Linked DNA regions of Mus musculus: regions 1, 2, 4, 5 and 6 are each linked to region 3. The links are chromatin contacts, called in public Hi-C, Micro-C, capture Hi-C and promoter capture Hi-C maps. All regions are on one chromosome and are shown on one strand. Each heading gives the region's core, a stretch centred on a gene start, on an enhancer-like site or on the middle of the called end of the contact. The rest is flanking DNA. Distances are from core to core; before and after follow the strand shown.

Region 1 (3,114 bases), core at 114-2,613, 310 kb after region 3:
TCACACAACTGAACACTCTTTAATAGCCTCTCACTGCCCTGAAAATGTAAAATTCAAGATCCTTAGTACTGTCCACACTTACTCAGCAGAGTAGGATCACTGTCCTAATTCTCTGCAGCCCATCTCTCACCATTCCACCGTTGATTCTGCGCACCCACTGCATATCTGAAGTACCTCTTTACTTTCTTCTCCAGTACTCACAGTAAGTACCAAACCTTCTGGACTACCATAACTAACTTAAGTATACTTAATTCCTACCAAAACAATGGCTCCTTCATGAACAACAACATCCATTACTCTCTGTTACAGGTATTTGACTTGTGCTATTGTTTCTCTCTCCTCACAGATTTCAAGGTACGAAAGAAGAGACCAAGTTCCTCGTGTTCAACATCGTGTGCCAGGGACAAATACAATCCAGCAAGCTAAGGCTAACAGCTCTGCACTCTGGAAGTCAGCTCTCACTGAGTCTACTGCAACAACTTTCTTTACGATTTTTGGAGACTGAAGCGCCCTTCTGCTTCACATACACAACTAGACTTCCTTAACAGGGCAAATTCTCTATCCAAGCTGAGGAAAGTATCCCGGGGAGGTCCGGTAACTACCTGTCCAACAAAGTTTTCCACAACACACATGCCACTAGTAAAACTGTAGCGCCTCTCATTGGAGTGGCATCTAGTGATTGAACATCGGGGTCATCAGAGTGGTGGAAACAAGATCAGTTAGGAGTGACTGGAGTCTCCTGGTCCTCACACTGAAACAAGGACAAAGATTTTTTTTTTCCCACGTACCAAACGAGGTGGCGTTGCCTCTGTGCGGTCCCGCCCGCCCCGAGACGCAGGCTGGCGAGGACGGAGGGACCCTGAACTGGACGGGAGCGTCCTTGGGGTCGAGAACACGCCTCTGCCTGCCAGGGAAGCTCCGGGAGTCCGAGGCAGTCGGCGCAGAAGTTCCAGCGGCGCCCCAGCGGGGCCGCTTCGTGCAGGGCTCCCAGCCGGGGCCCGCACTCATGCTGGGACCCGCAGCACACAGTCCCCGGGCCGGCCCGGGCGGAGAGCCTCATTCACTAACCCGGACAGGGACGGACTGCGCCTCCTTCTCGGCGCGCCGCGCACCATTCCCTCTCCGCAGCGGCCCGCCTGGAGGCTGCCACTCCTCGGGCCTTCGAGCGAGACCCTCGCTGCGCAGCCGCTTGCCTCCGCTCGGCAGCAGGGAGCCCACCAGCCCCGGGACGCGCCGCTTCCACTCGGCTCGAGATCGGGCTCCGGCTCCAGGCTCACTTTCCCACCACCGGAAAGCAGCCGTCTCGCGCTTCCCACTTCCGGGCCGCACACAGCCGTAAAGCGGAAGTGCGATACTTCACGGGAGCCGGCGCCCGGAAGGTCAGCGTGGTGAAGGTGGCAGGAGCAACGCGGGTCTTCCCGCTGTTGCTTGTCGCGGCCACGGCCGAGCATACGTCCCCGGCCTGAGGTGGTGGTGGCGAGCCCACCGCCGTTTGCTGCGACCTCATGGAAGGTGGCGGAGGAAGTAGCAACAAATCCACCAGCGGGTTAGCTGGCTTCTTCGGAGCCGGAGGAGCGGGTTACTCGAACGCTGATTTGGCCGGCGTCCCGCGTGAGTATCGGGCCTCGCCTGCTCCCCTTTCTGACTCCTTCCTGGGACAGCTAGAAATGTGTAACGTTCCTGTCCCTTTTCCTGCTCGCCTTTACGAGATTCACCGCCGGTGATTGGGTTTCAAGGCTGAACGAATTTGGGGGATCGTAAATCCCCGGGAAGCTCTTTTAGTGACCTAGTTTCGAGAGGAAACACAAAATGTCCTCCTCTTTAGTGCCCCGTCCCGTCTTTTCTCGTCACACGCTTTTCTGTATGCTTGGCCCTGTTAGGAGACCCTAGTTCTAGAAATAAACATTCCAAATAACAAGCGCGCTATTAATTTTTTTTCACACGGCTTTTAAATATTTCTAAACCAGTTAGGCGAAAACATTTTTCGTTCTTTGTGCGTGTGAGAGACAATTCAGGAAATCAGAAGGAGCTGGGGAAGCAAACGAAACTTTTAAGAGATTTTTAAACAAGAAAAAAGAGCCAAATTCTGAAAGCGATATAAGCAAATTCAAAGATGCAGAGGCATGAATTCCCAGCCTGTTGGCCCTTCTCAATCACCTAAGTATGTCTTTCAGGCTTTTAATGTTTTGTAATTATGGATATTCGACTGGATAAGTAGAGCTTGGGAGTTAATGTTTAATAACACTTTACTAAAGTGTTTCTTCTTGCTAATCCTCTAAGTAAAACCTTTACACTTAAAAACATTCAGAAAGCCGTTTGATAACCCTAATGTCTGCTGTCAAAACTTGAGTCCAGGACACAATTTATGTGTATCTTAGGATATCTCAGTTGCATAACATGAAGGGCACTACTTAAGGTGAGAGAGTACACATACTACTGAGGAGAGTAACGTGAGGACACAGAAGTTAGTGATAGATGACATGGCAATTGAAATAGGACCCTGAGATGGTGGTGGTGGTGATGGGCCGTGAAGGTTGTTGGAGAACAGGTTAGAGAAAACAGCTTGGGAGTTGAAGTTAGAGCTGTGACCTGAATTTAGCAACAAGTGCTTGAGAGACAGAACAAACCTGCTGTGTTTCTTGAGAAGCTATTGGGTCAGTTTGTCTTTAGAGTTGCAAGGGAATGAACTGATACAAGATTGATTGTAAGAGTTGAGAGGCAAGCCGGGCGTGGTGGCACACGCCTTTAATCCCAGCACTCGAGAGGCAGAGGCAGGCGGATTTCTGAGTTCGAGGCCAGCCTGGCCTACAAAGTGAGCTCCAGAACAGCCAGGGCTACACAGAGAAACCCTGTCTCGAAAAACCAAAAAAAAAAAAGAGTTGAGAGGCAGGAAACAGCAACAAATACAAGCTTTTATAAGCAAGGAAGGGGGGATTAGATTTGATCTAATTGTAGATGAAAGCCATTAGGGCTGATTTCATAATTTCTACAGAGAAAGTGTGTTGAAGGGATAAGAGAAAGTAAGAAATGGTTGGTATGAGATGGGATGCTTGTGTAACAATTGGAAGTCTGAAATAACAGGACTTAAAATTGATCAATAGGCTGGGCGTGGTG
Region 2 (3,661 bases), core at 1,105-3,604, 340 kb before region 3:
CTGTGATGGCCTGGCTGGAAATCTGCTTCTGTTGGGAATGGGGCGCTCAGAGCCTGGGCTTCTTCACCCACAGTGGTGAACAGGAAGTGATGTGGTTCATGGCTAGTGCAAGTGAGCTATAGTATAAGTCTGTATGTGTGAACTGTGGAAAGAGCAGCAGGAAGGGAGCCTACACTATCCTGGATCAGGGTAGGCTCCATGCGTGCAAGAGCTGCAGGCACACAGATGGCTCCTGCGATGCCCACTGGCGTTAGCCTTTACTGATCATTTCATGAAATTTTTATATATTTTGAAGAAGATCCCCTATGTTTCTGTTTCTCACGGGTCCCACAAGTTACACTGCCGTTTGTGCTTCTCCATGAACCTCGGGTCCCTGGGAACGAGATTCACAGTCTAGCCCCTGCTTTGGGATTTGGTAACGCCGTGAAAAGGAAGAATACAGACAGCTCTCTGAGATGATACCCATGGAGGCCCAGAGTGCAGAGTCTTCTCATGAAGCAGCAGCAGCCTCAGCTGCAGGAAGCAAACACTTCCTTCTCCCAGGATGCAGAAATGGCCACGCGCGCGGCTCCAGCTCGGTCAGCAGGCCATGAAGGTGCGCTTGGTACTATGGCTTGTCATCCCCACTGCCTAAAGACATCCTCCACTGTCTCTAGGATCCAGGGACTTCTAAGTGACAGACAGCAAACCTCTGAAGCACACTGCTTTGTAGCATCATGGGCTGCTGAGGAGGGGCAATAAGCAGGGAGGCCTCCAAACCTAGCCCACCAGTTATCCACTGTGAGTCATCACCTATAACTACCTCCAGGTCAGGGCAAATACTGCCTTGTTTTGTGACAGAGGAAGAAACACGCTCAAGTGAACTTCAGGCCAAATGTAGTTCTAAGGCAATTAGATGTATCTCCCCAGTGTATCCTCATTAGCTGCTAATTCTCATTTTACAGCCAAGATGGAGGTCCAGAGAAGCTGAACAACTTGCTCAAGCTCACACAGCGCATAGCAGAGATGAAATTCAAAACTACGGGATCTGACTTCAAAGACGACTGGTAGTCACTGCTCTGAACCACAGCTTGGCTTTTAATAAGTACTTGAACTGATAGTTTTCTTTTCTGCGAGATGAATGGTGGGACTGGGTGACCAATAAGCTCCCACTCTACCCCTAAATGAAGGCCGAAGACTGTGCAGGCCCTGAGAGTGGGTTTATACGTGAAGTATGTTGGCCTTTCCCTTGCAGATGGAGGTCAGGAGCCATAGGGGAAGCATCTGGTGGAGTGAATGACAGACCCAGGTGAAGGATGATAAGCAGGAGCTACAGGGTGACCCTGGGTACATCCAGGTTGGAATCTAAAGGGTTCAAATTTTCATACCTGTCCCTCTCGTTCTTTGTTTTTAAAATGGGGCTAAAACTGCGCTGTCCTTAGAGGTTGGTGGACTGATAAACTGAGCCAATGTTTTACGCAGTATTTGGATTGATAAAACCTTGATGTTCTTACTTTGAAACACCACTGTGATTAAATGAGATAGTGTACACCTCTTGCTGGTAGTCACCTGGGAAGGGAGAGTCACTAATATACCTTTTGCTGGGGACGGAGCGAAAGAGGTTCTTCAACCGCTGTAAGTGGGAGCCATAAAACTGTGCAAGCCAACAGAGGTGGCCCCCAAAGAAGTGTGTTTGTGGGAAAGGATTCTGATGGATGACACCCTGTCTAACCAGATTTGACCATCTCAGAAGACTCACTAGTAAATCCTCAGTGCCCAGTAGGCTGGGAAGATCCGGTCGCTCCTGACCTCATTTCGGAGCGTCTCCAAAGATAGTTAAAGGAAAGTTGGTGCTGGCAGCAGCTGCGGGTCTCGACTACTACGAAAGACAGAAAGAAGGCGCCGACTTGGGGCTCTGATCGGGCTGGCTTCGCCCTGAGCTCCGCGGCCTGCGACTCAGAAGGGACCAGGAGCTGTCCCGAGAGCAGGTCCCCATCGCGGGACACGGGCAGGACTAGGGACCGGAGGAGACCTGAGTCGGCGCCGCCGTTGCGCCGCCAGGATCGCGGGGTACGAGTGAGTCTCCAGGACCCCATGTAACCCTGGCCTCCCCTCCCGCTCGAGCCCCGGCCTCCCGCGCAGCCGCCCGCCGCGCCGCGCTTACCCGGGGCCGGACCCAGCAGCACGGCCGCCGCCAGCGCTAGGAGCCGCAGCCGCATCTTCCCGCCGCCTCCGCCCGGCGCTGTGACCCGGGAGAGCGCCGCCGCCCGCCGGGCCCGGCCCGCCCCTCGGCCTCCAGCCACAGTTCGGGCCAGCGCTGCTGGGTCTCTGGGTCTACGCCGAGCTGGAGGAGCGGCCTCTCCATCCACTAACTGGGCCAGCCCACGGTGTCCCCTTTCACCACGCCCACGTCTCAGATGAGAAAACTGAGGTGACCCTGGAGATTCACGTTGTACAGAGCTAAGGCGTCCAGGAGGACGTTGTAACGTTGGACGTTGTCCAGGAGACCTTTAGCTCTCCTTGTTCCAAACCCAATTATTCCTAAGAAGGATCCAGAAACTTAGGTACTGGGTTCATCTACAAACCCTGAGCCTGGACAGCACACACACCAGGCATTCCCATCGAGAAGGCTCACAGCAGCTGAGAAACAACTTTCCACTGCTGCCTTGAACTTGGAGAAGGAGATGGGGGCTGGGTGAGGATCCCTGGAAAGTTAAAGGGTTCCCACAGAAGAGTTCAACTTTCCAGGTGAGAGCCTAGAATGTCTGTCATCTCCACGTGCCTCTGAGTCTTCCATCAGTTGCTCTGCTGCAAAGAAATGGTCCCACCCTTGCTACGTTGTTTACCAAATCAGGCTAAAGTTTGACACCCAATGCCTGGTGGTGAACATCAGCAGTCATTTTGTGCTTTATTTGGGGTTCCTTTGTGTGTGTCCAGGATGGGGGTTGGGGGTTCAGAAAACACCACCAGTCAAGTAGAACTTTGTTAAAAGTGGTCCTTGGGGGTGGGCAGGTGGATGAGCAAGGGGGAGGGAGGGTGGGATAGGGGTTTCTGGAGGGGAAACTTGGAAAGGGGATAACATTTGAAATGTAAATAAATAAAATATCCATTTTTTTAAAGTGGTCCTTGGAAGTGGGAGGAGGAGGAGTGGGAAGAGGAGCAAGGGGAAGAGGAAGAGAGAGAGGAGGCAGAAGAGGAGAAACAGAAGTCCCACATCCTTCCACTTCAAGGGCCTGAGGAAGATGGGGAGGGGTGGAGCAAAGCAAGAGAGGTCCTGCCAGGGGGTACTGACCCAGCCAATGGCTACCGACTCCGGGGCAGCTTCAGGGTGGACTGTCCACTCTTTCTGGTTATGTCAGTGGGCTTTGCCCTCTGGGACCTGATCCCAGGGAGAGCCTTCCATGCAGCACAGCTTCCTAGGGACTGGACTTAGCACCAGGAAAGCCAGGATGGAAACAGCAGCTTCCTCAGAAAGCCAGGCCTGCGGAAGCTGAGCTGCTGGGTCAGGCACCAGGGCAAGAAGTAAGGCGACATGAGTGTCATCCCAACTACAAAGAAGGTGGAGGTTTGTTAGTGTAGTCAACTTAACAAGACCTTTTCTACTTTGAATCCCTCCCGGTCAAAGGGTGGTGATGGTGCAGTGCTTGCACCATCAGTAATAAACACATACACATACACACGC
Region 3 (3,141 bases), core at 4-2,503:
AATCACACACTGACAAAATTACTGACTCAATCAAATGAGGCATGAGGCAGTTCCCCCTAGTCCCCTGGGAGGCCAGGCATTTAAAGAAAAAATGGCTTTAGTATAGATATATACAAGGGCAACTGTGGTGATGGCCATAAAAAGAAGTTACATAACTCGGCAATTAAGAGAGACCTAAGTAAAACTGTGAAGGTAAGGTGTGAGGTGGCCTCTCTGACAAAGTGTCACTCTAAAAGATTAATGAGATTTGATCAAGGTCAAAAGCAGAGTTAGCATCTCGAAATGAGATAATGAATAAAGGCTGGAACTCAGTGAGAACTTTGTAACCAAAATTCAAGAGCTGATTATAGTATTGCTCGCTGTGTAAATCTTTCAGTCGTTCCAGAAACATCTAAAAGTTACAAAGCTAGGAAACCAGACTTGTGACTTGGGTTTTCTACGGCCACAACCAAGCTGGATTAGGGTCTGGAGAGTTATCTGTACATAAGTACGGTGTTGAAGCGAGAAGGGACAAGTTACACGGGTCCGGGGGCGGGGGGTGGGGGGGTATGCTCTTAAATTATATTTCACTGAAATGGCTCTCAAAAAGTTTAAGGATGCGTGACAACAGCAGGACCCAATTAATGCTCGTAAAAGACCAGTTTTGGATAACAGAGAAATAGCAGTGCAGTGCTAATAGGATGAAGTCAGGAGGAAAAAGACGAGAGGGCTCGGAAGAGAAGGACAGCGGTGAAGATGACACCGCGAAGGGTACCGGGTTACAGCACTTACAGCTCTGTCCCTCCCACTCAACTTTGCATCTTACGGAAGGCGCCGGGTATGCACCACCCTGACTCTCCCTCTCAAGGACACCATCATCGTCATCCAGACCCACCAGAGCCCTGTAGGCCCTGCACGCCGGGCCCCATTCACAAACCCAGAAGCAAATGCAAGGGGCTGGTCCGCGCCCCCACTGCCCCGTGCCCTCCGCTCAGGTGAGAGCCGGCGCCACACGTCACTTCCGGTTTCAGGTGCGCCTGCCGGAAGATATCCGGCCCACGGGCGAAGCCGCGGCTCGCTCGGACGGGCTCCGCCGCAGAAGGCTAGACGCCCACGGCGCGGGGCCACAGCCTCATGGAGAGCCCGAGGCGCAAGTACTCTCACCCGGCCTTCTGTCCGGCTGCCGAACACTCACCCAGAACCACGCGGCTGCCCAAACGAATTCTTCGTCGCTACCGCCGCGACGGAGCGTTGAGACAAACCTTAGCGCATGCGCCCTAGGCCTGTGCTAAGCACCGCCTCTGGGGGCGGGCAGGACCAACGGCGCCTGCGCCTTGCTGAGCCGTTTGTAAGCAAGGGTTTGCCACGTGCGTTGACCAAAGGGAGCCGCGCGTGGCCTTTGTCCTGGGCTAGGTTGGACTGTGTGGTCAGTCTGTAGCCATTTGAGCGGCTTGTATCATTCTTGACAAATGTTATCTAGTTTTATGAATTAAAAGATATTAATAAGTTATTTCTCCGTCACCACCGGTGAAATAAGCCAATTTAAACCAGATTATACTAAAGGCAGGTTTATTGGAAGGCGGTTGTCTGTCGAGTTCACTGGCCCCAAGGGTTGAAGTCGCCATTGTGGGGGTGGGGGTCGTGTATGCGTAGAGAGAGAAGGAGAGAGCAAAATGCCTGGATTTTTTTGGGAGGAACCTCTGAGGGAAGGGCAGCCCAGGCCCTGGGCTGGGAAGTTCAGGGTTATGGGGCAGGGTATGCCAGGTAGGGACTGAGACATGGTATGCCAGGTACGGACTGAAGGATGCTGGGAAAACCTGGAGGCTTTGATATGTAAAATACGCATCTCAGTCCCTTGTCCCTGGGTCTGAAACCAAACTTTCTTTCTTTTCTTTTTTTTTTTTTTTTAAATTTGGTTTTTCGAGACAGGGTTTCTCTGTATAGCCCTGGCTGTCCTGGAACTCACTTTGTAGACCAGGCTAGCCTCGAACTCAGAAATCATTTTTAGAGAAAGAAAAGGGAGTCTGCCAATGAGTGACTAGCTAAAGGTGCTCAAATCCTTTGCTTTGACATCCTCACCTCACCGCCTTAGTCATCTGGCACATCTTAAAACCGAAGAGGAAAACGTACCTTTATGACCGCTCACCAACACCACCCCAAGACCTGGGCAGAGCACCTGAGTGCATGTACAACATGCAGGTCTACAACAGATGGCTTAACTACATTAAGTCACTTAATACTTGTTAACTAATATTAACTATCTAAGCCAAGTAGTAACATTCTTTACCCAACCAAGAATCCTGGAGGTGGTCTCGCTTAGGTGAGAATTTACAAAGAAAAAGCCCAGTTTCCCAAGAGGTAGCTGAATTAAACTGGGAACTAATTAGCCCAGAAATGCCAAGAATAGAGAAGGTGGAATTGTCAGGGTCCTTGGCACGAAGTCCAGTGTAAAGGCACAAAACTTTGGGGGGCAGTAGTGAGAGGCTCCTCACTGCCATCCCCAGCAACCCGCCAGTTTATGAAGCAGAGTCAAAAGATTTCATTAAAGACATTTTAATCAGGGCTTAAGCTCAAAGGTTAAGGAAAGGAGGGGCTCTGCGAAGCAAGTGAAACACACATATATTCGTGCTTCTCAGAGAGCCACGACTGTCATAGCATTAGCCAAATAAATATTACATCTCAAGAGATTGCTAAGAATTCTCTGCACACACCACCCCTCCTATTATCCTTCTCCTAGTAAATCAGATTATAAGGTAACTCTGGAGATACCTTGGGTAGAAGTAAAACCAGGCTTGAGCTGACCAGGTGGCCACCAAACCTCAGGACCTGAATCCTGTCTTCAGGACCCACATGGTAGAAGGAGAGAACCAACTCCCACACCTTGTCCTCTGAACTCCAGGCATGAACATTATCTCTGTTCTCCTTCTCCTGGTCTACTCCTCAAGCTTATAAAGCTAAATTATAAAACCCCTGCCTGTGCCTAGAGGGATGGGATCATTTCCCCTGGCAGTGGTCTCCGAGCCCGCTCTTCCCCATCTCTGCTCTCGCCTATACCTGTGTCTTTACCCAGGTGCCCGTCAAGGACTTCGTTTCCTAACTGTACCGGGGTATTAACAACACAGTTGGAACCACTGCTGTGCTTGTGAAGTTTCTTACATAGGT
Region 4 (3,229 bases), core at 213-2,712, 430 kb after region 3:
ACAACTGCATCCATTTCTGCGCATTCAAGAATGGCTCATAAGAACTAAAGATCATCTGAACTAAAGACAGACACTTGGAAATCAGTTTTCTTCCTGTGTCCCAGAGGTTACCTGGGAAGTATTTATACCCATAAAGATAGAAGGCTTTCACTGCATTTCTCTTCTGCCCAGACAGGCTACAGCTAACCTGCAACAGGCTACAAAGATCTCCTAATTGCTATTTAGATCTTCAATTATGTTAAAAAAAAAAAAAAAAAAAGGAATGGAGATCTTTGAAACAACCTTCCATACACTTAAGTTCTGGGTTTTTTCCTCCCAAAGGCTTCTCTGCCCATAGGTTTTCACACTTCAAAAAGGCTTCAAAATATAGTGTCCTTTAAACATGCACAAAATTGGTAATTTATGCACACAACTGTACATACTTAAACACTGTTACAGAAATGTAAACTACATAAGTCATACATGACTGCTGAACTATTCATTCTCGTGCAAAAGAATGTTAGATTCCAAAGGATCTACTCTCAGAAGAGGATGTAAGAACCAAAGAATGTAATTTTCCAACCCCCAGAGCTCTTCAAGTCAAACTGGAATCCAGTTCTGCCATACTACTTTTCACTACACTGCACTCCTCCAGTGAGATGAGTAACTGCTTAGCACTACTCCAAAGTCCCTGGTTGTAACCGGAACAAGCCCAGCACGGCTCTCGGAACAACGTGCTTCTCAAAGAAGAGGCTGCACGCTGACGAAAATACCAGGAACACCATTCCTTTTACCGAGAACTAAAGTTCACATAAATAATTTGTTCCTGGGCTTTAGAGACAGCTAGGCTCATCGTTATGGCCTAGGTATGCAATCTTGGGCAAGATGCCCAGTCTCTAAATCTATGTTAAAGATGAATAAAATGGATTTTTGAACCTCAAGATCAAGTTTAACATATAGGTTGCCCACTAAAAACCCCAATAATTAAAAGCTACTGTGCCCACCACTGCAGTGAATATTTAAAATATGGCTAGAACTCGCCCCTGTCTTGCAGATCTTGGTTCTCTACAACACAACCGGGGTATCAGAAAGTGGCTGGGGTGAGAGAGGCAGTGATGTACCTGCAGGCAAGAACTCATAACAGGCCAAGAGTCACTCAGAGTTCAAGGTCGCCTGAAACGCAATTGCAGGAGCGCTGTGGGCCGAGAACTGGAGAGGACGCTGTGTGGCTCCCTGAGCCTCAATGATTCCCCCTTTCAAGAGGGCGTAGCCTCCGCCAATTCTTTTAATGTCCTCTGAAGTCAGCTATGGAGGACAAGACTCCACCTGCATAGAAAACTCGTTTATATCCCAAGCCCAAACTCCCCGGGCCCCGGACTGACGTAACCGCCATGAGAGGGAGCCCTTCACACTATTGGTCGCTGGCACCCAGTGGACGGAGAACTGCGCAACGCTGCTGCGCAGGAAGCACCATCTTTCCGGCGCTATCTCCATGGCGACCGCGACCGGGTCACCCTTTTGGCCGCGGCGGTAGAAGTTACGTCATCGCCTGTGCGTCCGGAAGTGACTGTTCCTGCGCCAGGGTGGACCGGGAAGACCGGGCCTTACCCTGCCTGGGCGCAGGTAGGCAAGCTGATGCGGTGCCGACCGGGTGACCATGGCGGTGTTTCACGACGAGGTGGAGATCGAGGACTTTCAATATGACGAGGACTCGGAGACATATTTCTACCCTTGCCCCTGTGGGGATAACTTTGCCATCACCAAGGTACTCTAAAGGGCCCGCCGGCGATCCCTCGAGCTTGCGCATTGTCGCTTCCGGTGTCCCTGGGAAGGCTCAGTTACCCACGTGTTCTTCCGAACCCCCGCCCCTAAAGTAGTAACCTAGGCTGTCTAGCATACAGGGTCGGGTTAAGGGCGCTGTTCTCCGTAGTCCCGCCCCTAAGTGTTTTTCTTTTTTTTCTATTTTTTTTTCCCCTGGGAGCTTCTTTGAAGAAGGGAACTTGATTTTGTACCCCAGGGTTTTGGAGGCGATCGAACCAATCTAATCTCCCTGTTTTTTTTTCCTAGATGACACTTGGGAGGAAAGTTCTTTGTGTTGTTACCCAACTAAAGACTTGCCCATAGACATAGGAGAGATTTATGGGAAGTTGACGAAAGGCTATGCTGACCATATGTTGTTTGATTGCGTTGTAGGAAGATTTGGAAAATGGAGAAGATGTGGCCACGTGTCCTAGCTGCTCACTCATTATAAAAGTGATTTATGACAAAGTAAGGGATATGTTAAAGGGGATGGGTGGTGTGAGCTAATGACAAGGGCCTAAAGGAGCCTGTCTGATAGAAAAGGGCGGAAGAGTGTTGGGTGTTGGTTTGTTTTTTGAGACAGGGACCTTAAGTAGCCCTGGCTATACTGGAACTCATGATGTGAACCAGGCTGGCCTTGAATTCACAGAGATCTGCCTTTTATGTAACTTATGATCACTTTGGAAAGGGCAATAAAGAAATTGCTTTGTAATGAAAATTGATGACTTAATCAGGAATGAAAAATTATGGTTATTTTAATTGATGTTCTTCCTTTTGACATTTCTCTTGTATTTAATATTTAGTTTGTTCAGAGCTCTAGGATATTTTTAGAAGATTGCATTTTATTGCTTGCCTAGCTTATGTACAGAATCTACCTTGTTTGAGATATAGTTCCTAGATGTAATGTTACAGTTCCATGTTCCTTTGTATCCATTAGGAATGGCAATAGAAAAGGGGTAAATATCTTTACTTCCCACCCAAAGCTCAGTTAGTGCTTTGGAGTCTAAGTACAGAATGTAACAGTCTAGAGGATAAATTCTAAAATGACTATAGGGTAAGTTGGACCAAAGCACAGAACTTTGTGGGAGAAGCAGGTGTTAATTTAGACAATAATAGAAATGTAATGATTCATTCTTATTTTAAAATGGTTTATGGAGCAAAGAACAATGGACAGACTAGGGACTGACTCCTTGGGAATCACACTGTAGAGGATGTGTAGTAACTGGGAAAGTTTTTGTGGTAGCTGGCATAAACCAGCATGAAAGATCAGAGTGTGAACTTCATTTACAAGTAGTTACTGTTGCAGGTATATGTTGGGAAACACACAAAGGCATTCTTTTTATTACTCATTTTGAAGAGGTTACATATTTGAATGACCAGATATTGATCTGAAATATAAAAACTTGATAGTTGTGATGTGTTTATTTCTGGGAACTGGTTGCTCCCTAGC
Region 5 (3,430 bases), core at 428-2,927, 270 kb after region 3:
CAGTTCATTCTCGAATTTAGGATTGCATAAAGATCAAGAGTTTAAGGTTAACCTCAGCTACTGAGCTAAAGGCTAGTTTGAGCTACACGACACTACTGTCTCAACCATCTAACCACCCAAGCAAAATATTCCCAATTCTAAGTCTTAGTGACATAAATCAAACGGTTCCTGAATGTATTACATTGATTTACTATTCCAAGCCCAACTTCACATTATTTTTAAATGTAAATGTCAGCTTCCTTTTAAAAAAAGATATTGTTCTGTGTGTGCACACATGTACAACTGCACAAATGTCATAGTGCATGTGTAGGGTTGGAGGACAACTTCTGGAAGCCAGGTCTTCCCACCTAGCATGGACCCAGGGGATGGAATTCAGACAGCAGGGCTATGTGACAAGCATCTTTCTTGCTGAGCCATTCCTTCAGCCCATCCTCACCATCATCAGGGCCCCCCTCCTCCTTCACATATAGCCCGGCTGCCTTAGAACTTGCTGTGTAGACCAGACTGGCCTCAAACTCAGACTCAGAGTGATGAGATGAAAGGTGTGCACCATTATGTCTTCTGCATTTCTCACTTCCTTAGAAGGAAGAGTAAGTGTGTGTGTGTGTGTGTGTGTGTGTGTGTGTGTGTGTGTGTGTGTGTGTGTGTGTGTAGTGTGGTCAATCAGGAGAAATAAGATTAAAATCTTTGTGACAATTCTCCAGTTTGGCTACACTATGCATAGCCACCCAAATAAAATGACTTATCCTATTCTTGTATCATGTAAAAATAGCAGAATTCACTGGAAATGGACATGTGAATGATATACAATCTGAGGACAGGGCCTTGAGTGTAAAGAAAGATGAAGGGCCTGAGAGGGAAGAGTGAGGCTGAGAGACATGGGCCTGGACACTGAGAGGACATGAGACAGACAGACAAGCACAGACAGACAGACAAGCAAGGAGAAAGATGGGGAACTAACAATTATCAAGTATCATCTGATTAAAACTTCCAACATCTTTTTTTCCTACTGTAGATTTTTCAAAGTTCTAAAGACATGGAGCTGTTGTGCATTTTTCAATAAGCAACATGTATACAAATTTGTACATTAAGCCAGGCCATAATAATCCTTGCTCATGTAGAGAAGACATTTACACATACATAATACATTTACACTAAATAATAATTACAAATTATTTTGAAAAGCCAACACAAAAAAGCTAGTCAGGCAATTTAACTTTGTCCTAAATAAAACATTGTGCATTGTCAAGGGAGGAAGTCAGTAAAGGGTCAGATAGTTATTAATGTGTTTTTCCTTCTATACTTACAGAGAATCATGGTTAAACAAAACCTTCCCATGAGTGGAAAACATTACTGGAATTAGATCACACACACACACACACACACACACACACACACACACACCCCTCTTTAAATTAAGACTGAACTCCACTTGCATACAGTAAATCAAGTCCAAAGCACTATAACCTCCAGTTAAAACAGAAGCAAGTGATGCTATGAAACCTGGCCAGAAAGTCCTCCTTTGAGAGGCACTCTGCCATATGGCCCCAGCAGCATTTTCAATTCAGGGAAGAGGCAGATGTAAAAGCCTCCTGGGCTGCCCACTGCTGAGACCCACAATTTATCACTGACCATCTAGTTTCCATGTGATTTCAGAAGCATCAATGCTAATCACATTGGAAGCCTTTATATAAACGTTCAGGCTGAGAAAGGCAAGCAGGGGAAAAGGTCAGAGGTATTTAACATAACTAAGCAGGCCTGGAAGAACACAACAATAAATAAAAGAAGGAAGGCTTATTCAATTTATTGACGTCAGCCTCCCACCACACACTTCTACCATTTTTCATATTCACTCAAGTAGCTAGCCTTACCTCATCTGAGACTGAATTCTAGCCTCCCCCTACCCACACCCGAATTGCCAGAAGTTGTAACTCTAAATAAAAACCAGAAAGGGAGGGAGGGAGGGAGGAGGGAAGAAGGGGGGAAGGAAAATAGTCTATAATTTGTACTTGATCTTCTAGAAGTACAGGGGAAAGGGAACTTCATTTTGCCTTTCATTTCTTCAGCATTCTCGGAGTACTCAGTTTTTGCAAGGAAGTCAGACATGAAAAGCACCCGACCTAAGCAGAAGACAGTGTTCAAGTCTCATTCTTTCTATACATGAGGTATAGGCTCCCCAAAACCTCATTCCTGCATAAACTTCCCTGCCTAGAAACTCCCACAGAGAGAAGAACGGTAGGCTATAACAGACACATCAGTGGTTAGGAACTCATTCTTGTTGTTTGTTAGATTAGGGTCATTAAAACACACCACCTCACAAGCAGAGGCAGGTACAGGGTACTCAAGAATACTATCCAGACAGGCAGAGGTAACTAAAAACTTGATCTTTGATCTCTGAACTGAATCTTGAAGGAGGAATAAAAGCCACATAGAGAGAAGGGCAGTCCAGACAGTTACAAGGTTTAAAAACAAGATAACTTCTACATAAAAGTAAGAACAAGAGATTCAGCCTGTCAGGTCTCTGTCACCCTAGTGTGCTTAACACACAGTGAGGAATACAGTTGCTGCTCACTCAGAATAAATACCACCCTATAAGCTCAATTACTGTTAGAATTTGAAAACACTCCTCACGATGTAAACTGATGGAACTAAAGAGCACATGATATAGCAAGACTACCACCCTGTTTGCCAACAATGGGATTTTAATGGAAATTCTCTTACACTGGTAACTTGTTTTTGATTGCTACTGCTCCCTTTAGAGTTGATAGTACAGAGTGTCTGTGTAACACAAACTCCAATGAGATGCCTTAGTGTTTGAGATCCCGTAATATAACTTGAGAATTAGGGTGACCTGAAAGTATTCTTATATTTAAATAGTGCCGTATTTTTCATTTGCTTTAAAAACCCGATAAATGGACCTTGGCTATGGTGGCACATATCTTTAGTCCCAGTACTCCAGAGGCAGAGGCAGGTAGATCTCTGAGTTTGAGACCAGCCTGGTCTATAGAGCAAGTTCTAGGACAGCCAGAGCTACATAGAGAAACCCTGTCTCGAAAAAAACAAAAGCCCCAAAATCCTATAAATATATTGAAATGTCTTAATTTTTTTAAAATAAAAAATTGTATCAGCTACTAATCAGCTGAATTCTACGACTTTTCTCATCTCCAGAGAGAGAGAGAGAGAGAGAGAGAGAGAGAGAGAGAGAGAGAGAGAGAGAGAAGCACTTTATAATTATAAAAGACTTAACACAAGGCCTTTAGAATTAACATTATGGTACTGTACAGAACTATTAATACACTTCTCCACTGACATACAGAGCTTAGAAATGCTACCCATATAAAATAAGTTGCATTAAAAACAATGAGAAACCTATGGCCCATATCTTAATCTCTAAATAAAAAGAATCAAGAACCCTTAAATAACAGTTGAT
Region 6 (3,249 bases), core at 133-2,632, 270 kb before region 3:
ATCATTTTACTTTATTCTTCGTTTTTAAATTCGACCCCTACCCCAGATTCCCCACGATGGAGCGGCCTGTATTTCTGTCGGCCCAAAGCAGAAAGAAAGTGAGGTTAGAGACTCTGTTGGCTTCTGGCCCTTTGCCTGGCAACGATACTGAGTTTGGTTGTCCTGCGCACCCTTATTCACTGCTTGCTGGTCCCTGCGACCTCCTCATTGTCGCTGTCAGGAACCAACATCCACGAGTGGATGAGAGGGGTCTGTCGCAACATGCCAATACCAAAGACCCAGGTATTTATTGTGCTGCCCCTTCGCGGTGCGGGTGCTCGCTCGTGGATACCTGCTACGGTAATCTTGTCTGTGTACCGGATTCAGGCCACACCTGCAGACTCAAGAAACCATTAGGAGGCAGACTGCTTGCTTTTCGGTTTTGTTCAGTTTTCTGGAAAAGGCATCTTAAAGCATATGAGTGCTGCCTTCCGAAGAAGCACAGTTGACGCCAAGGGCACTTTGCGAAGTAGCCCTCCTCCCCGCAGCCGCTGCTCTCAGTGTCTCTGCGTACTTCTAGCAATCTTGTAGCTCCTCTCACTTTACCACGTTTCTTCCTCTCTATGCCTGACTTTTTATTTCTTCCCAGTCCTTGCCCACCTTACTCCCGCTTCTCTCCTTCCTTCCACCTTTCAATGCTTGGCCAAAAACAAGTGCTTTAAAACAAACAAACAAAAATGCTTCTGGGTCTACTCTATTGGCCATTCCTCTGCCCGCTCTACTCCGCACACAGTCATCACCAGGAATGGGGCAGCCCCACCAGCCTGTCTCTTCTAGGCAATTATCTTGACTTGGATCGATTAAGCTTAACTCAGTTCTCTCACAAGCCTATGAAGGGAACACTATCTTCCACTTCGTTAGGTCAGAAGCTGAAACTCAGGGTGCTCAGGGTGCCAGAAGCATGTTCCGGTTTGGGAGGAATGAAGCCACAGTTGAAGCAGACTGTCCTTTAGCCAAGCCTGGAGCTCTTCCTCTGCACCCCCCTCAGCCCTCTCCTCCCTCAGCCCAGCATGCTTGTAAGCAGCATCTAAACTGAAATGGGGATATTGCCCACTATCCCACCCAAGTCAGCAAGGCCATCTAGCCCGAGGGATGTGTCACAATTCAGAAGGAAGCCCATGGGTGTCTCATCTACAGTTTAAACTCACTGGGCTCCCAGGCTGGCAAAGGGTAACACCCACTCCATTTCTACTATCTGCCTTCACTTACCTAAGAGGAAGAGGAGGACTCTCAGTAATGGGACCCCAGAGCTCATAGTGGTGTCTGTCCTGACTCCTTGAGATGAAGCAAGTGAGCTGTCTGACCCCAGGCTCCAGGGATGGGAGCTAAGCCCCCACGTGACTGACAAGGAAGGAAGCTACAGCCACAGCCAAAGACTGTGGGTTCTTCTTGGCCCTTTGCAGGCAGGGGTGAAGGAAGTTCCTGTTATTTGGGCTCTGCCTAGTGGCGAGTGGGAGAGAGTTCATGTGTGCCCAGGAGGGTGTACCACTGGATGCTAAAGCTCGCAAGTCCTCCTCTGGCTCTCTCCCCAGATCTCCAACACTGAAGCATCACTTTGGTTTCTTGCCCAAAGACCCCTGCTGGTAGGTCTTAAAGGAGAATGCTGCCTGCTCTGGTCTGTACAGAAAGCCAGATTTTAGAGTAGCCTCTAATGCCTGGGGCTGGAACCACCTCCTCTCCCTCAACACAACTCTGTGATAAGTCATTGGTTCTTTGGAATCTGGGGAGGCCTGTTACCCTCTTCTCAGAAACCTTTCTGATGCTATTAATATCAACCAGCCCCTAAGGCATGTGAGACCTTTGTCTCTGGGCTGCAGCCTTGATGCCTGTTTTTTGTTTGTTTTTTGTCTTGTTTTGTTTTTCCCAGAGAGAGCTTATTGTGTAGACCAGGTTAGACTTAAATTCTTGATCTCTTGCTGAGGCCTTTTTCATGCAGTGATTGCAGATGTGTGCAAACAGACCCAGCTATGTAAGTGTCAGACATCCACACTCAAGTAGACAAGGTTTATAAAATAAGTCAGGAGCACTGAGACATGGATGGATATTGAAATGGTTCTTAGAAGGTTCTTCATGCTAAAGAAGTATGTCTGCTTCTTACCACACAGCAAACAACAGGATATGTTCACAGATTAAAGGGCAGGCACACACTTTCTAATGGTATTCATTCAGCTGTTTGCAAGGGTGGCGGTATGAGGGGCCAATCCCTAGCCCTATAAGGGGTTGGTCTCATGCTGCTGTGTATTCAAATACTAAATACTGGCCCCCAAGATCTGGTTGCCACCCAACGTGGAGATCCTCACATACACCAGATGATGCTATGTATCCTTGCCCTCCAAGCTAATTGGCCAATAAAATACTGTGACTGGGCAGTAGATAGAGGTAGGCGGGTTTTCAGTTACCTGGCTAGGAGTTTCAGATAAAGACAGAGAGAAGAAGAAAGGACACAGAAGGGGGAGGAAGCAGCCACAAGAGGAGAAAGACCATGAACACGTAGCCAGGAGAAACAGCAAATAACAAGGGACATATGACTGGGATGTAAATTAAATAGCTCCAAAACCTGCCCAATCTTGGCTTACAGCATGTAAATAAAATACCTGGATTGTGTGTGCTTTATATGGCTAGGAAGAGTTTATAACTCTTTTCACATGACCCCTGCTCATAGCAGTCACCACGTGATAACATCTCTGCGGTTTATGTGCCGCTCACTTCTGCACTGGTGGGAGGGAGGTGCTAGGCTTCCCTTCAAGGTCAGAGAATGCAAAAGTCATTTTTTTCCACTCAAGTTCCCAGAACTCTCGTTGGGTTGCCTCTCCCGGCTCATCGAGCTGATGTGAGGCTCCAAGTACGGTAGATAAGCAATGTTACTTTTTAAATGTTCGATCCACATAGTGACAAGTCCGGAGCCTCTAACTGAGCTGGCAGAGGGTGAGCCACCCACTGGGCTCTCATGTTAAACCTCTAAGTGTCAGCCAACGATGGTAGCCCTTCCTCCTGGGCCTAGTGCTCTCTGAGGACGTGACACTTACGTGACCCTCACAGCTTCCTGTCTTGACTATTAATACTGACTGGAGTCTGACAGAGGAAGAAACCAAACCACAGTCTACACAGAGGTGGGTATGAAAGCTGAGCTTGGACCACTCAGTCAGCAGTGTATGCCACCCTCCTGTCAACCTTTGACAAGCATCAGAGACCCACCTGTCTGAACAGAGG

What was found. Promoter capture Hi-C pulls out the DNA fragments that hold promoters and counts their contacts. A called contact is a pair of places that touch in the nucleus more often than the background predicts. Capture Hi-C pulls out chosen DNA fragments and counts their contacts.
Region 1: a contact with region 3 is called in a capture Hi-C map of macrophages, with 3 times the contacts expected there. The contact joins the promoter of Timm23 here to the promoter of Ercc6 in region 3. A contact is called at or near these places in 10 of 39 promoter capture datasets (the 3T3-L1 cell line, the C10 cell line, the HPC-7 cell line and 4 more), 2 of 484 Hi-C or Micro-C datasets (both in embryonic stem cells), 13 of 115 datasets of contacts at active chromatin or transcription factors (the 230-238 cell line, bone marrow-derived macrophages, craniofacial prominence and 9 more) and 4 of 9 other capture datasets (adipose tissue, embryonic stem cells, liver and 1 more).
Region 2: a promoter capture Hi-C map of liver shows a contact between it and region 3. The contact joins the promoter of Vstm4 here to the promoter of Ercc6 in region 3. A contact is called at or near these places in 2 of 39 promoter capture datasets (embryonic stem cells and stem cell-derived epiblast-like cells) and 1 of 9 other capture datasets (liver).
Region 4: a Micro-C map of embryonic stem cells shows a contact between it and region 3, with 4 times the contacts expected there. The contact joins the promoter of Dph3 here to the promoter of Ercc6 in region 3. A contact is called at or near these places in 1 of 39 promoter capture datasets (neutrophils), 3 of 484 Hi-C or Micro-C datasets (CD4 T cells, Th1 cells and embryonic stem cells) and 1 of 115 datasets of contacts at active chromatin or transcription factors (thymic regulatory T cells).
Region 5: a contact with region 3 is called in a promoter capture Hi-C map of neural stem cells. The contact joins the enhancer-like site here to the promoter of Ercc6 in region 3. A contact is called at or near these places in 8 of 39 promoter capture datasets (the 3T3-L1 cell line, the C10 cell line, HPC-7-derived erythroid cells and 5 more), 1 of 15 datasets of contacts at CTCF or cohesin (the NIH/3T3 cell line), 1 of 115 datasets of contacts at active chromatin or transcription factors (a beta-TC-6 cell line) and 1 of 9 other capture datasets (adipose tissue).
Region 6: a contact with region 3 is called in a Hi-C map of LSK cells, with 1.9 times the contacts expected there. The contact joins the promoter of Tmem273 here to the promoter of Ercc6 in region 3. A contact is called at or near these places in 1 of 39 promoter capture datasets (the 3T3-L1 cell line) and 1 of 484 Hi-C or Micro-C datasets (LSK cells).

The regions. Positions count from the first base shown.
Region 1 is chr14:32,200,140-32,203,253 of GRCm38.p6, reverse strand. Timm23 (translocase of inner mitochondrial membrane 23) reads left to right here and starts at 1,363. Exons shown (of 7, transcript NM_016897.3): 1 at 1,363-1,611. The coding sequence starts at 1,506. Parg (poly (ADP-ribose) glycohydrolase) reads right to left here and starts at 1,283. Exons shown (of 18, transcript NM_011960.3): 1 at 789-1,283. The coding sequence starts at 1,008.
Region 2 is chr14:32,855,449-32,859,109 of GRCm38.p6, reverse strand. Vstm4 (V-set and transmembrane domain containing 4) reads right to left here and starts at 2,354. Exons shown (of 8, transcript NM_178791.5): 1 at 2,144-2,354. The coding sequence starts at 2,198.
Region 3 is chr14:32,511,633-32,514,773 of GRCm38.p6, reverse strand. Ercc6 (excision repair cross-complementing rodent repair deficiency, complementation group 6) reads right to left here and starts at 1,253. Exons shown (of 21, transcript NM_001081221.2): 1 at 1,175-1,253.
Region 4 is chr14:32,083,925-32,087,153 of GRCm38.p6, reverse strand. Dph3 (diphthamine biosynthesis 3) reads left to right here and starts at 1,462. Exons shown (of 3, transcript NM_172254.4): 1 at 1,462-1,744; 2 at 2,173-2,247. The coding sequence starts at 1,637. It overlaps Oxnad1 (oxidoreductase NAD-binding domain containing 1), which reads right to left and starts at 1,426. Exons shown (of 8, transcript NM_145460.2): 1 at 1,101-1,426.
Region 5 is chr14:32,244,493-32,247,922 of GRCm38.p6, reverse strand. The region is part of intron 9 of Parg (poly (ADP-ribose) glycohydrolase); the gene reads right to left. Among named protein-coding and RNA genes, the nearest start is that of Parg, 44 kb to the right of the region's middle. Within about 2 kb of position 1,677, at least 10 of the 459 cell types and tissues checked have an H3K27ac peak or open chromatin away from gene starts, as enhancers often do. A contact at or near this core is called in neural stem cells, where this site is marked.
Region 6 is chr14:32,784,096-32,787,344 of GRCm38.p6, reverse strand. It overlaps Tmem273 (transmembrane protein 273), which reads right to left and starts at 1,382. Exons shown (of 5, transcript NM_001163616.1): 1 at 1,249-1,382. The coding sequence starts at 1,294.